Regions from separate parts of the Mus musculus genome. Here region 2 is linked to region 1. A link is a contact called in public promoter capture Hi-C data. All regions are on one chromosome and are shown on one strand. The core of a region is the stretch at or near the end of the contact, and the rest is flanking DNA. Distances in the headings are between cores, read along the strand shown.

The links. Promoter capture Hi-C pulls out the DNA fragments that hold promoters and counts their contacts.
Region 2: a contact with region 1 is called in a promoter capture Hi-C map of liver, with 2.9 times the contacts expected there. The contact joins the promoter of 4933432I09Rik here to the promoter of Thap7 in region 1.

What each region holds. Positions count from the first base shown.
Region 1 is chr16:17,527,298-17,535,125 of GRCm38.p6, forward strand. It overlaps Thap7 (THAP domain containing 7), which reads right to left and starts at 3,755. Exons shown (of 5, transcript NM_026909.2): 1 at 3,728-3,755; 2 at 3,481-3,560; 3 at 2,933-3,088; 4 at 1,638-1,778; 5 at 685-1,443. The coding sequence starts at 3,560. The coding sequence ends at 891.
Region 2 is chr16:18,210,168-18,217,995 of GRCm38.p6, forward strand. 4933432I09Rik (RIKEN cDNA 4933432I09 gene) reads right to left here and starts at 3,696. Exons shown (of 3, transcript NR_015575.1): 1 at 3,670-3,696; 2 at 913-1,031; 3 at 1-736. It overlaps Ccdc188 (coiled-coil domain containing 188), which reads left to right and starts at 7,712. Exons shown (of 9, transcript NM_001370887.1): 1 at 7,712-7,828. The coding sequence starts at 7,796.

The DNA of each region.
Region 1 (7,828 bases), core at 2,505-5,004:
GGAAGGGGCCAGCCAGGCAGGCTTGTTATGAGTCAGCTGCGTTGTCAGAGCCACTTCCCAAAGGTGGCCTCGTCCAAACCTATTCTGAAGGACCATGTGAAATCTTCATGATGCCCACTGTAACTGGCCCTTCAACCATCCCTCCTACACAGGACACAAATAAATATACACCCAGAGCTCCAAAAAAGAAAACTCTGAGAACCTTGTGTACCAACTACAGCCATCACCTCAACTGTGCTTGAGCTAAGGAACAGCAGGGAAAGGGTGTACACTTGATGTTTACCATGGACACGGCTGAAGCGAGAAGCCTACATTCCCAAGGTATATAGTATCTAGGCCAGGACCTCAAACACTATATCCAAAAGCATTTCTCTAGGTACAGCCTTACAGCCTGACAAGTGTAGGGTGCCCTATGTTGGTTTTGAGGGCAAAGGGGCCAGGAGTGTGGTCAATGCAAGAGACTGGCCAAACATGAGGCCCATGGGCTGAAGCTTGTGCCTCTACATACATTCCAAGTCTGACACTGGTCATGATGGCACCTATCTGTATGGCTACAAACACACCAGCCTGGACTATATGAAACCCTGACTCAAAGAGGGGGAGGGGGCAGAGCTAACCTCTGAGGAGCTGACTTTCTTACATGAGTAACTATACAGGCAGAGGGACTGCAAACAGAGATTTAACCAGGGTCAAGAGGTGGCATGCCAGGATCTGAGCTCTCTAGGGTTTTGGCCATGGTCTGGGGAGGAGCCGGGCACCTCCAGCCAAGCCAAACAGCAGTCTCTTTCTAGCATCCACTTTATTGTAACATTTGGCCAGCCCAGTGGATGCAGTTCTGGTCAAGTGTCTCTGAGAAAAAGAAGCCAGAGCCTGGGCATGTAGTCCCTCTCTCAGGCCATACTGCTGCTCAACTGCATAGCAAAGTCCTGTACATGGTCCTTCAGAGTCTGGCGGGCATCTGCCTGTGCTCGCTTCTCCCGTGCCCGTTCCTGCTGCAGCTTGGTCAGTCGCAGCCTAAGCCGCTGCTCCCGCCGCTTGCAGGCCTGCAGCTGGCGCTGGGTCTTGTCCAGAGCATCAAGAGCTGCTTCAGCTCGCCTCTTCCAGAGCAAGGCGCTCCCCACTTGGTAGCTGTGCTCATTCTGGATGTAGGCTCCAGCAGGAGGTGGCAGCCGTAACATGTATGCAGATGGGGAGGCAGGCTGTGGCTCAAGAGGGGAGGGGTGCTGCTCTGGTGAGGGCTGTGTGCTACAGCCCGCTTCATCCGCCTGAGCACCTAGAGGGCCCAGGAGATCTGAGAAGGGGCTGTTAAGGCCAGGGTCCAGCCTCACAGCTGGGGATGCGGGCAGAGTGGCAGGTGCTGAGGCTTCTTCCACAGGGAAGCAGATGATATCGGCACGAGGAGGTGGAGAAAAGGGAGTTGTGGGTCCTTGTCTTTCGGAGCAGCTGGAGGGGAAACAGAAAGAAACTAAGGCATGCCAGGCTCCTCTCATTAGCCCATTTAGTCTCCCTAACATCTGAGCCCCCTTTACTGGGTCTAGATAGCAAAATAGTTCAGTGAAGATGCTGGCATTCACCCTAGGTCCAGCCCCTCAGCCCTGGGGTGAGGGTGGGGCATCCCCCGGTCCTGCAGCACATACCGCTTCCTGCATCGCCGGAGCCGGCTGACGTCAGGCAGGCCAGGTGGATAACCATGCCCCTTGGTCTTGGCTGTTCGACGCAACTTGGAGAAAGACTCAAATATGGTGGGGACTGCCCCCTCCTTCAGCCTGTGATACCCACTGTGGGGAAAAGCAGCCCAGATGAGCTGGAGAAAAGAACGCTGCCACGTCCCCTGATTCCCCACATAAGGCCCTGCAGAGGCGTAGGACCTCTAGGGATGAGAAAGGCCCCAAGGCACACTGCCAGTAGCAATCTCAAGAATGCCACGTGTGGTAAAATCAAACTCATCTTCCCTGTGAATGAGCTTCCCGGGTTAAGGTGAATGGAGAACCCACCAGCAGGGATAGGTGGACGGCTGGAAGAACTAGGTGCTAACCATCCTATGAAAAAGCTGTTTTTCTTTTGCATGGAGCGGCTAACCTCAGGTGACTTCCTTAATCATTCTCTACCTTTGTTTTTAAAGATTTTTTTCCTTAAAAACCTTTTTTATTTTTATGTGTATAAGTGTTTGCCTATGACTGTTCACCGAATGCGTGCCTAGTACCTACAGAGGTTAGAAAAGGATAAAGGATCACTTGGAACTGGAGTGAGCCAGTTCCAGTTCCAGACTGCTATAAGCCATTATGTGGGTGGTGGGAAATGAACACAGGTCTTCTGGAAGAACAGCCAGTGAGTGCTCGTAACCTCTGAGCCAGCTCTACTGATGTGTATGAATATTTTGCCTGCATGTACATATGTGTACCCGTGCCCTCAGAGGTAGATTGAACCCCAGTCCTCTGTAATGCTCTAAAATGGTTAAGCCATCTCTCCAGCCCTTCCACCTTATTTTTTTAAAGACAAGTTTCTCAACTCAACACAGGGCTCAACAACTCATCTAGACTAGCTTTTCCATAAGTCCTTGGGATCCCCTTTTTGTTTTGTCTTCTCCAGGACTGGGATTAAAGGAACAAGCAATCACATGTGGCTTTTTATTTGGGTCCTTGAATCTGAAATCAGGTCCTAATGCTTGCATACCACGTCTTTAGCAAAGGGGGCTATTTCCCCAGCCTGGAAAGCCTGATTTTCTCTAATGTCACTGGCACAGTGATCCTGGGATCATGCTTTAACTGTACAAAACTGGAAAGAGGCTTGGCACGCTTGACAACTGGTCTGCTTGTCTCTGAGCATGCCAGCGGATGTGCATGGACTCCACCAGGGCAAAGAGCTGCCTCGTTTGACCCACTGCTCTGATGCCTCACAACCTGTCCTGGTGTTAGCTGGCAGAAAGACCCACCTGATTCCCACCAGCTCAAAGCAGTTTTCCTCGAAGTGTTTGGAGCAGAAGTAGATGTACTCAGAGGTCGGATCCCACAGGCCCTGGCCGCTGGGGTCCAGCCGCTGACAGTTGGCCAGCCACAAGCCGCGCCTGGGGTTGTCTTTCTTGGGAAGTCTGCAGAGCCACAAAACCGTGAGCACCAGACTGTCTACAGTCCTGCGTTCAGGATGCCCAAGCTCCCCAAGCAAGAATGGCAGACCTCCCCGCGACCCTTTCAGATTACCACCCGCTGGGGGAAAGGAGAAACTGAGAACGAGAGAAAGAAAGGGGCCGGCTCAGCATCATCTAGCAGGAATGAGTCGGAGCTGTAAATCCAAGCCAGGTAAGCGTCCAGTCCTTTTTCCGGCTGGACTCGAGACTATGCGCCCTTCCCTGTCACCCTCCCGCTCACAAGTTCAAGCCTCACATCGACCTCGGGAAAGCGCCGTCTCCTGCGAGGCCTAAGGTGCGGCAACACCGGCGCCTGCGCTATGAGCCCTCGCGTGCCACTACGCACGCGCGCTGACCTGTGGAAGGAGATGCCGCGGTTGCGAGTCTCGCGCGTATCCCGTGTGCAGCAGCCGGCGGCGGAGCAGTGTCGCGGCATCTGGGGAAGGGGCGGGATCTGGGTGGTGGGCGGCAGTCGGGGGAGGACTGTCTTCACGCCCAACTGTCACTCCCTCCAGAGGGCCCGAGCCGGTCGGCTCCCCGAGGCCCGACCCCGTACCAGTCTTGTCCTAGCTCGTTCTATAGACTCCCGTCAGCGGTACTCACGGTCTTGCCATTGCTGCGCCGCCAAAATCTCGCGATGGGTGGATCGACGCGGAAGTTGGGAGCAGAGATACTCCGTCGCCCGTGGCGCGGGCCCCCAAGGGGCGGGACCGGAAGAGATCCTGGCGGGGCGGGCCACCGGATGTTGGGAGTGAGGGATGGCGATCGTCGCTCCCGAGTTGAGGTTTCTGCATCTGTAGTTTCGGGTCCCTGTTTTGTTTGAGCGTCTGTCGTTTGGACGAAGCAGCTGGGTGTGGTCTGTACTGCTCCCTGAACAACGTACGCGCACACTCTGGTTGAAAAAGATCCACCACCAAGAAAAACCTGGGCTCTTTACTGAAAGAACTCGGCCACGGACTGGTGGCTCAGCACTTGCTACCAACCCTGAAGATTGAATTTGATCCCCAGGACGCAACCTGCTGGAAGGAGAGAACCAACGTCCAGTAATTGTCCTTTGATCCCCATATACATGCACAAAATAAAATGTTAACGACACATTTAGAACATTTTCTTTTAATGGCCTTGTAAAGGCCTGGGTGAAGATAGTGACCTTATGGGAGGCCGTCCCAATATACTAAGTAGCAACTGTCCAGTTATCGGAATGTTCATTTTTCAAACCCTGAGACGCTAGCCGGTGTGTTCCGAGAGCACGGTTTCCCCAGTGATGCTTTGAAGGGGGATTTCTCTGACCACAGGATCAGGCGTTTTACATTCTAGGCTCACTTTTGTAGCAGGAACAAAGTCAGAAATGGGTTCCTTGGGTTTCTGCTGGGGGAAGAGAGGTGAACAATTACAATCTTGGGATGCAGAAGGGGAGGTTATGGGACTCCAGGCCTGAAGGGCACAAAGGCATACTTGATCTAAGTACCGGCGAGGTTGGGTAGCCTGTTATGCTCCTGTAGAGGAGTTGTCTTGGCTGAAAAGGTCATCGAAGCCCCTATTTAGTTGGTTTTGATTTTTCCTGATCTGTTGGAGGCATTCATCCCTATATAAAGCCTCCCATTGAAGGAATAGGGGGCAAGAAGGACCAACCGATGTGCTGGCTCAGTAGTGTACTTAGAGCTGCACAAGACTCAGAAGAATGGATTTGGCCCAGGGTGCATGAGTACCATCCTCCTTTTGATTGTCTAACCTCTTTTAATTCATTGGCCCAGTAGGGATACCAGTGTAGGGGCAGAGAGTAAGTGAGTTGAAAACATGGAAAACCCAGGTGTTACTTTATTTGTGCTGAAGTTTGGACGAATCTCTAATTTCACATAGTTGGTGGGTGTGGGAGGTAGAAGACAAAGAGCCTTCAAGAGTTCTATGAGTGTTCTTAGGGTGTGAGGGAGGCAGGAGGGGGCATAAGGCATCAGTGGGGCATAAAGAGGGTGTGTGTGGATGTGGCAGGTCATTTTCTAATATACTCAATGGCCTGTTCAAGGGCAGTGAGCTCCACCTAGGGGCAGTCTTCAGGGCGCTCCTCCACAAGATGTGGCCAGACAATAGACTTCACCTAGGTTAGAAGACTCCACCCTAGGTGGGCTAGGCAACTGTGGTAAAACAAGGTCTGATTCAGCCTGTTCAAGGCTAGCCCCGACCAAAAGAAGTTGCCCCTTCACCGTAGTCAGTCCCTTGCGATGCCTCAAATTGAAGGTAAAGGAAGAAGGAAGAACCAGCTGAGGATCCTCAGGTTGGGATGCTGATGTCCCTCAGAAGGAAATCCTTGCCATCTTCCGAGCATCCCTGTTTGAGCCCCAGATGTGGGTCCTTTGCTCCCGACTGGGCGTTGATCACTGGTGGTCTCAGGATGCAGAGGAGCTGGGGAGCAGGGTCTCAGGCAGTGGTGAGTATTTTATTGAAATAGTGGGGCTAACTGACGTAGCTCAAGTCAGAGGGAGGAGAGGTAAGTGTTGCAGCGGGGGCAGGGACCTTCCAAGTGTATTAGATTAGCAGACCACAGTCTGTCGGGGTAATCTTTTTTTTCCCACAGTGTAAAGGTTGTCTTTGTACTATTCAAATGTTGATTTCTGTACCGGTGACGAGTTGAGTGCTGGCTGGACTTTGGTATTGGTTATTTTTATGGATCATCACCTGCTTCAGTATTTTGTAAACATACACCTCCCTCACCTTTTGATTGGTTTAACAAAGATCTGACGGCCAGTAGCTGAGGCAGGAGAGGAGAGGCGGGACTTCTGGGCAGAGATGGACTCTGTTGGAAGAATCAAGTTGACACGGAGTCGCTCGGACTTAGTGAGTGAGAAAAAGGTAATAGGCCACGTTACAGACATGGATTTATTAAATTCATCAAGCTACACACCAGCCAGAATGGCTAAAATAAAAAATTCAGGTGACAGCAGATGCTGGCGAGGATGTGGAGAAAGAGGAACACTTCTCCATTGCTGGTGGGATTGCAAGCTTGTACAATCACTCTGGAAGTCAGTCTGGCGGTTCCTCAGGAAATTGGACATTATACTACCAGAAGATCCAGCAATACCTCTCCTGGGCATATACCCAGAAGATGTTCCAACTGGTAATAAGGACACATGCTCCACTATGTTCATAGCAGCCTTATTTATAATAGCCAGAAGCTGGAAAGAACCCAGATGTCCCTCAACAGAGGAATGGATACAGAAAACGTGGTACATTTGCACAATGGAGTACTACTCAGCTATTAAAAACAATGAATTTATGAAACTCTTGGGCAAATGGATGTATCTGGAGGATATCATCCTTAGTGAGGTAACCCAATCACAAAAGAAGTCACTAGATATGCACTCACTGATAAGTGGATATTAGCCCAGAAACTTAGAATACCCAAGATACAATTTGCAAAACACAAGAAAATCAAGAAGAAGGAAGACCAAAGTGTGGATACTTCATACCTCCTTAGAATAGGGAACAAAATACCCATGAAAGGAGTTACAGAGACAAAGTTTGGAGCTAAGACGAAAGGATGGATCATCCAGAGACTACCCTACCCGGAGAACCATCCCATAATCAGCCACCAAACCCAGACACTATTGCATATGCCAGCAAGATTTTGCTGAAGGGACCCTGATATAGCTGTCTCGTGTGAGGCTATGCCAGTGCCTGGCAAACACAGAAGTGGATGCTCACAGTCAGCTATTGAATGGAACACAGGGCCCCCTATGGAGGAGCTAGAGAAGATACCCAAGGAGCTGAAGGGGTCTGCAACCTTATAGGTGGAACAACAATATGAACTAACCAGTACCCCCAGAGCTCGTGTCTCTAGCTGCATATGTAGCAGAAGATGGCCTAGTCGGCCATCATTGGGAAGAGAGGCCCCTTGGTCTTGCAAACTTTATATGCCCCAGTACAGGGAAACTCCAGGGCCAAGAAGTGGGAGTGGGTGGGTAGGGGAGCAGGGCAGGGGGAGGGTATAGGGAACTTTCAGGATAGCATTTGAAATGTAAATAAGCAAAATACCCAATAAAATTTAAAAAAATAAATAATTTCATCAAACTAGCCTGGGAGGTAGCCCGCTATCATGCCTAAGCTTTTATAACTAATAGGCCCAAGCCTGATTTGGGTAGGGAGCGGGCCCCATTCCTGCTGTGCTCTCAGAGAGATGTCACAAGTATGGTGAAGCCTCTCTCTCTCTCTCTCTCTCTCTCTCTCTGTGTGTGTGTGTGTGTGTGTGTGTGTGTTTCGAAAGAGGGTTTCTCTGTGTAGCCCTGGATGTCCTGGAACTCACTCTGTAGACCAGGCTGGCCTTAAACTCACAGATCTGCCTGCCTCTGCCTCTGGGATTAAATGCCTGTGATACCATGCCCAGCTACATTATGGTCTCTTTAAGCTCACCTTTATAAGGTTTTATTGTTGGCTACTCATGCCAATTTCAGCATCAGGGAAGGTTTTCGCTGCCATGGACTCTCTTTATAAACTTTGTAAACCCTTGCTGCACCAGAGTGGCCAGGCCTGAGGCGCTCCAGCAGCCAGACTCTACAAGAAAAAAAAATTGCACCAATTCCTGAGCTTGTTTAAAACATTAGGCTACATAATTCTTCCAATCTCAGGCCCCACTGGAAAGCTCTATAACGCCCCCCCCCCGGAAAAAGCCTGCTTTCTGCCCAGTTCTTTGCTGCTTCTTACCTGAGCAGA
Region 2 (7,828 bases), core at 2,446-4,945, 680 kb after region 1:
AGAAGGTGGAACAGGGTCACACACAGCATAACAAGACCAGAATTTACTCTTATACCCTCCCTTTGGTTAAAGGCAGCCAGGCCCACCTGGCCCAGATATCTCCAAGTCAGGCAGCTGAGAGACTGCTGGGGGTGCTGCCACAGCTCGAGAGGCTGCTGAGGGTGCTCCCACTGCCTGAGAGGCTGCTGAGGGTGCTCCCACTGCCTGAGAGGCTGCTGAGGGTGCTCCCACTGCCTGAGAGGCTGCTGAGGGTGCTCCCACTGCCTGAGAGGCTGCTGAGGGTGCTCCCACTCAGGAGTGGCCAGGTGAACTGGGTAGGAGTGAGGAAGTGAGTGCTTAGCGATGGAAGGAGTCTGTAGGATTGTTGAGAGAGCTTGCAGCAGTGGTGGGCACTGTGTTGGCAGGTAAACTCACACTGGCTGAGGGAAGAGAGGCTGTAGGCTCCAGACTCAGGGATAACTTCTATTCACTTGCCAGCTGTGCTCAACAGAACCAGCTTTAAACAGGGGCGCATAGAGAGAAGTCCCCCCTGCCCCAGAGGCAAGAGAGGAGGTCAGGGCCATAGCATGGACAGGTGATTTGCTATCTAGATGGGAGGAAGGGTGGCTTTCAGAGCAGTCTCCCATCTTGACATCTACACAGATCCTCAAAGGTTGGAGTCACCAGGAGCATGGAGCTCTAGCAAGGCTGTTCTTCCTCCTTTATAGTGGGCAGGGAGGCCTTCAGACAGCACCGTCTGGTGGAAGAGATGGGAAGTGCAATAGGGAGTTACCATATGGGCAGCATTCTGAGGAGCCGGGTGTACCACGCCAGCAAATGTCCGACACGCCACCCCCCCCCCCAGCTCCCCATCGCCCTCTCTTTACTCAGGACTTCCTCATCTTGACAAAGCTCTGTCATCCAAAGACTCACCTGGAGGCTCTGAAGGAGTCTTATGACAGCGTGCATCCTGTCCACTTCCTGTCACTGACACTACACTGGGATGAGGATCCATGGCAGCACCACATCATAGCACACAGATAGACTAGAGTCTGTGGATGAGAGGGACATTCTACTTGGGTATGAAGACGGGCTTATCTTACACTCCCACTCCATCCCAGAAGGGCACAGCCCAGACTGTTGGCCCTGCCCTATGGATTGGGGTTGAACCTTGCCCAGAGCCTGAAGACATCAACCAAGCCCTAGTCACCTGGGCTGAGAGGGCCAAGGCTGAAAGTTCTGATAAAATGCAGGAAAATGTCAGGCTAGGCTCGGGGCTCTACACTAGACCTTCTCCTTCTCCAATGTGTCGAAGACCTGGTATTACAGCAGTCACACATGCTGGCTGGGACCATCCTGCCTGCCCTGATCACATAGCTCTGGGACTCCCTATCCTACTGGTGAGTGCCTGTGACAGACGTGGGTCAATCCAGAGCTGCCCATAGGACAGATGGAATACCGCTGTACAGTGCTGGGAAAGTCTAGGATAATTTGCTTCAAACTAAGCTTTCCTCCCAGAGCTTTGACCTCTGGAGTTGAGAATTCCCAGAAGACCTCAAGGACCCAGCCCACCTAGTGCCCTCTTTGCGGGGATAAGACACAGAGACAGGATCTCACTGTGCTAAGCAATAAAAAAAGGAGCGCCCTCAAACCAGTGAGAGCTGTGACCACATGGCTACCCGTCATGGAAACCACAGATCCAAGTGGGGGTGGATGCTTTGTGTCTGATCTGTCCGTGGCACAAGTTTCTGCCTGGCAGACTCTTCAATTTCTTCCTAGCCTGTCGACCCTGGGTGCTGGCTCCCACCCAAGTATCTGTGCCTGGTGCAGGGTTGAGGCACCATCTGGTGGCAAGTCTGGGAACTGCAGTCTACTCCTGCTCTGCCTGCCATCAGCATCGAAGCCAGGAGCCAGCTTTTGGCAGCTTAAAGTGATCTCTCTCATTTGTTCACAGTCCCACTTTAACCTGAGGGTCTTTATGTCATCAGGATACAGAAATAGGCCTTTGGAGTTTATAGCCTGGCACTGTTGCCTGCGCTGACAGGTAGGCCAGTATCTATCAAGAGTGGGGTCAGATAGAATACAACAGGAAAGATAAGAACCCAGGTTCTAGCCCCAGTAAGGTGAACTGGTACTGACCGCCAGGCAGCCCATTCATGCTGACTTTCTGGACACCACTGTCCATCTGGAAGTAACAAGAGACGAGATCTGACTCCTAAGAAAGGAGAGGGTCCTCAGCTTGGGCAGGGGTGCTTACGCTCAGCAGCCTAGTGGAGCACAGCATGGCGGTCAGCAGGCCACCTCCCAGTACAAGGCCTCAGAGCCCCCGACATCCTGAAATGATGGCTGTCTACTGGGACTGTGTCTTTCACAAGGGTTGTCTTTAGCACTCTTACTGTCTTTCTGACTGTTAAAGTTAAAAATACGAGTGGCCAAGAGCACTGACCGCTCTTCCAGAGGCCATGACTTCAAATCCCAGCAACCACACAGTGGCTCACAACCATCTCCAATGGGATCCAGTGCCCTCTTCTGGTGTGTCTAAAGACAGCTACAGTGTACTCACATAAAATAGATAAATCATTTTTTAAAAAAAATATGAGCAGTGGCTTCCAGAGAGTGACCACAGAAGAGAGGAGCAAACAGCCTGTCACCACATACATTCTAGGAGCAGAAAGTCCATGTCCAGTACTGAGCGCCCCATGGGTGTGCCTTTCCTCCAAGAGCTTCAACCTCTGGAGCTGGGAATTCCTAGAAGACCTCAAGGACCCAGCCCACCTAGTGCCCTCTTTGTGGGGATAAGACATGGAGACAGGATTTTACTGTGCATCCTAGGTTGGCCTCAAACTCATGGCAATCCTCCTGCTCTAGCCTTACAAAATCCTGATACACACAAGCATGAAGTAGCATGCCTAGCTCTGAGACCTTCTTTTGCCCACACCATGGTCTCAGGACCCTGCTTGCTCTGCACTCCCCACTCCCTGCAGACTGGAGAAGGCCGAGAAGGTCACACAGCTCTCAGAAACTCATGTCTACTTTGCCAGGAACAGAGAGGCCTAGCAGCCCCTACCTTCTGGCCCTGGGGTGACTTCATCACACAGACCACTTCATCCCTCATCTGCCCCTCTGCCACCTGGAAGGTCACAGGCTGTGACTCAGAGCCAAGTGTCATCTTGCCTCTCTAACAGAGCAAAGGAGAGTTCATGCCTAGGCCATACCCTAGGTCCTGGGTAGGAGATGAAAGGACTGGGCAGAGTCCTGGATGACAGGGTAATAATCCCAAGGCCACTCCAGGAATGCCTGTGAAACCCCAGACACATTCATCCAGGTTCTGTAGGATCCTCTAGTCCTACGCAGGGTGCTTTGGGGCTGCAAGTGGAGAACAGACTAGGTGGGTAAGGGCCAGAAGCCCAGGTTAAAAATACAGAAATGAGAATCTCTCATGGGTGTGGCTGGCTCTATGACTCTGAGTTCTACTCAGGCCCTGTAATGAGCATGGGTCATTGAGTGTCAAGGCCATAGTAAGGAGAGTAGAATCTGCCCATTTAGCCCCTGACTTCATCTCAGGCCAGCTGTAGGCAAGCGGCTCTGGATAACATAGCCTGTCCTCTCTCCTCTCCTCAGCATCCCCTAGGCACCAGCCGGGCTGGGGGGAAGGGTGGTGTGAGTGTGTCTGGATAGCTAGCCCCTTACCACCACTTCAGGCTCCTCAAGGCCATCTGGGTGTCATGGCAACATGGGCAGGAAGCGGCTGCCATGGCAACTGGTGTCCAGGGAAATGCGCTGCCTAGCAACAGGGGCTAGGGCCACTCTAGCTCCTCACAGCACACTCTAGTGTCCCACACTCTCTGTGTGTCTTCGAGTCTGCATCATCCTAGCACTCCCACCCAGTGCAGCCTCGGGGCTCCACACAGACCCTCACCCAACCCAACACACCAATCTGTAGGGTATTTAACATGCTAGCACAGCTCATGCTCATGCGGAACCAGCTACACGGCAGACCTGGGGCTCTTCTCTCCTACTAGACTCCCTCACCTCTCAGGACTCTCTGGAGATCAAGAGCATACAAGGACCGTGGAAAAGGGGGAGGCGTCTTCGGGGCTGTCTGAAAGAAACCAGCCTTCCAGATAGGGCACAGCCCAACAAAGGTAAGGTGATCAGAGAACATTGGGTTTCGGGTTAAGGTAGGCACCTAAGGTCTCAGAACATATGAGCACCTGAAGTGCCCTCAGTCCTTCCACGGCTGCTCAGTAACTGTAGCCCACGCTGAGCACTTGGAGCTGTGACCTGAGGATCCTAGCCTGCAGCCTTTGTGTGGTACTAACAGGACAGCATCCTGAGTATCTACTGGGCCCTTACCAAGTCTGGAGACTCAGAATATAGAACAAAGACACCACGACCACCACTGTCAGCTACTCAGGGCCTTTGCTGAAGCCACCCCATTCCAAAGCCATCCAAGGGCCTTCCTGGGCTCCCACCTCTGAGATCATCATATCCTGGTAACCATGAAACCCCAGAAAGAAACCAACAGGCAGAGGGCTTAGAAGCCCCTCCAGGGACCAGAGTGGGCAGCTTCTGAGTGCCGTAGGGCATGCTGGGGCAATTCCAGGCCTCTCCTCTAGTGTGACTGCCAGCCTCAGTCTGTACTGAGTGTAGAGATGCATCCCATACTGGAAAAATGCAGGACTCCAGCTTGTGTGCCAGCTGGGCCCCACCGGAGCTCTCATTGTAGCGCACACCAGCTCCTCCGCCACAGGTTTCAGTGGCCCCTGATGGGTATTCATTCCAGGTCTGCAAGACAACAGGAGACCGGCCGTTAGTCTGTAAGGGACTTCAGCAAACTGAAAGCGGGACTCAGCTAACTCGGGATACAAGTGGCTGGGAAGCAGGAACTGGCTGCAGACAAGCTTGGACTCCAGTACTGATTATGGCAGCTGTCAACAGAATTCCTTGGCAAACTCCCTAGGTCTCATCATTCCAGATACCAGAGCTGGAGCAGTGATATGCATGGCAAGAGGCCCTCCTGCTTCAACCTGGACCTCCCTATGGTTTAACAGAAAAAAAAAATACCTTTTAGCTTTCTGAACTCCTTCATAAACAGAGATAGAAAAAAAAAAACCCCAAACAGGTTTTTATTTGAAGAGTATCTGCTGGGAAGTGATCAAGAATAAAGGAAAACAGAACCAAAGAACCATAAGGGGAAAAGAAAAAGTCGTCATCAAAAGGTCTTGTCCTTCTCCAAAACCGCTGCATCCTAAAAAAAAAAAAAGAACAGGGTACCTTGAAAAGGAAGAGGCACTGAGGGGCTCACAGTGACCTCCAGCGATGAAAAAGTATGACCAGTGAGATTCAAACTTGTCAAAAAAAAATCCTCATGTGTTACATAATCCTTTGGTCAATTATAGGCAATATGTGCTCCCATAAGAATCATAAGAATGCATAATAGGACGGAGGGGCAGGAGAAGGGGAGCTGTGATGGGGTGTAAAGTAAGTGACTTAATTTTAAAACATCAGTATTCCTCAGACAGACAGACAATATTTAATACCAAGGATGGAAGAATAATTCAGCGGTAGATGCCTGCTTATCATGTGCAAAGCCCTGGGTGTCATGCTCATCACTGCTAAGAAAATGTCACATCAACTACTTATGCTGTTGGCATCATGATATAACATATCCCTCACCGTTGTGCTGGGAGGGCAAGAGTACACCACTGCATGGTCAGTGGAAGACAGTGCGGAGCACGCATACAGAGCCCAGTACTGCAACATGGCAATAAATGCCTGTGCTGACTGCTACCGCACTTATGATAGGACACTTTCATTTAGTTTAGTGTGTTCTTTGTGTTTGTGTTTTTAAAGGGCTTTACTGTAGAATGAATGCAGCTGGGGTAAGCTGTAGCCGCTCTCTGGCCTCTTGTGCTTTGTGCCTCTCCCCAGCACACTACCTTGCTCTTCCTCAGTCTCACACTGTCCCACTCAGCAGCCAAGGAGCAGCGGGTTCTTCCCACCCAAGCTCCACATGACCCAACTGTGTAGGATACAGTGCCATCTAGGCTTACACACGTGTGCTTTAGAATGCCAAATTCTTCAGAATGCACCCCATCATTAAATGGCACAAGGCTGTGTATAAAGTGAGAGAGGACGGCTAAGACAGCTCAGCCGAACGCTTGCCAGTGAAGCCTGAGGACCTGAGACTGATCCTGGAAGTTCTGTAGAAAGCCAGGGGTAATGGCTCACAGTCTGTCCTAGTGCAGATCTGGTTGGGGTTGGCTAGCCAGCTACCCTCCTTTAATCCGAGTACCCCAGGTCCCAGTGAGAGACACTGTCTCAAACAAAACAACAAAACACATCTGACAGTCTCTTCTAGCTCAATGGACACAAGGCATGCAAGCAGGCAAAACACACATACACATAGAATAAATTATTTGTTTTAAAGTAAGAGAGAGCTGGGACTTAAAGGAATTGACATACAAATATCCAAGCCAAATAGAAGAAACCCAGAGTTTCAAACAAATGGGGAAAGCAGAAGAGATTTCATTAGTGAAATATTGTACCCCCAAAATGGAACATTGATGGGGTGCAGAGATAGCTTAGCAGTTAAAAGCAGTTGCTGCTCTTGCAGAAGACAAGAGTCTGGTTCCCAGTATCCATGGCAGGTGATGCACAACCACCTGTAACTGCAGTTTCATGGGATCCAGTGCTGTCTTCTGGGTCCTATGTGCATCTGCACACGTGTACATACACGGGGGGGGGGAGGGAGGGAGGGAGAGAGAGATAGGAATAAATAGCAATTAAAAATAGAAAACGGGCTGGTGAGATGGCTCAGTGGGTAAAAGCACCCGACTGTTCTTCCAAAGGTCTAGAGTTCAAATCCCAGCAACCACATGGTGGCTCACAACCATCTGTAACAAGATCTGACGCCCTCTTCTGGAGTGTCTGAAGACAGCTACAGTGTACTTACATATAATAAATAAATAAATCTTTAAAAAAAAATAAAATAAAAATAGAAAACAAAACAGCTAGGGAGAAGCTCAGGGATGAGATGTTTACCTTGTACGCAAAAGACCCTAGATTGCACTGCGAACAAATAAAGCATGCAACTTGGCCCCGGAGCACCCAGAACTATGGGCAGCAAGACATGCATCAGCATGGACCTCTAGAGTCAAAGAGGATGTTCAAGCTCATTGGAGTGGCAGCAGAGAACAACCTCAGACTGACATTCCAAACCAAGTCAGAGTAAGACGGCTGTAGCCCCATGTGTCCTGTTAGCTGTCCCAACTCTTAGACATGAGCACCGTTATGGTTTAACCCTCTTGAGCATGGCTCAGAAGCAGCTCATTGGCAACTTCACTGGTCCTGAGGGCATAATCAAAGGGGTGAAGTCTCAATGATCTTGGCCGGACACTTTTACTCTGCTAGATCCTCACAGGGACACAGAGGGCCTTGAACCTGGAGTCCGAATAGCTGCCATTTTGCCACACATGATTTCTCCCAGGGCTCGGCTTTTTCCAGAGCCAGCCTTCTGAGAATGAATAGGCACCATGAACATTCCTACACACAGAGAGGGAAAAAAGACATAGTGGCAGAGATTTCGGGGCCAGTGAGAACTGGGCAGAGGCAGGAGTGGCCCACTCTCCTCCCTCCAGGCCCTGCCTCAGCCCCAGCCCATTGTGACCTCCCTGACTGTACCCAGGCCTTTGTGACTGTCACCCTGGGTAGACTTGTGAGCCAGAGTGACATCCAAAGTGCCCTCAAAGAGAGTGGCAGGTTAGCCAGGCCAGAGCCTGGACCTGAGGTCAGGAACGGGTCACAGGGACTAATGGAGGGGCCAAAACCCCTGGGACCCTGTGGA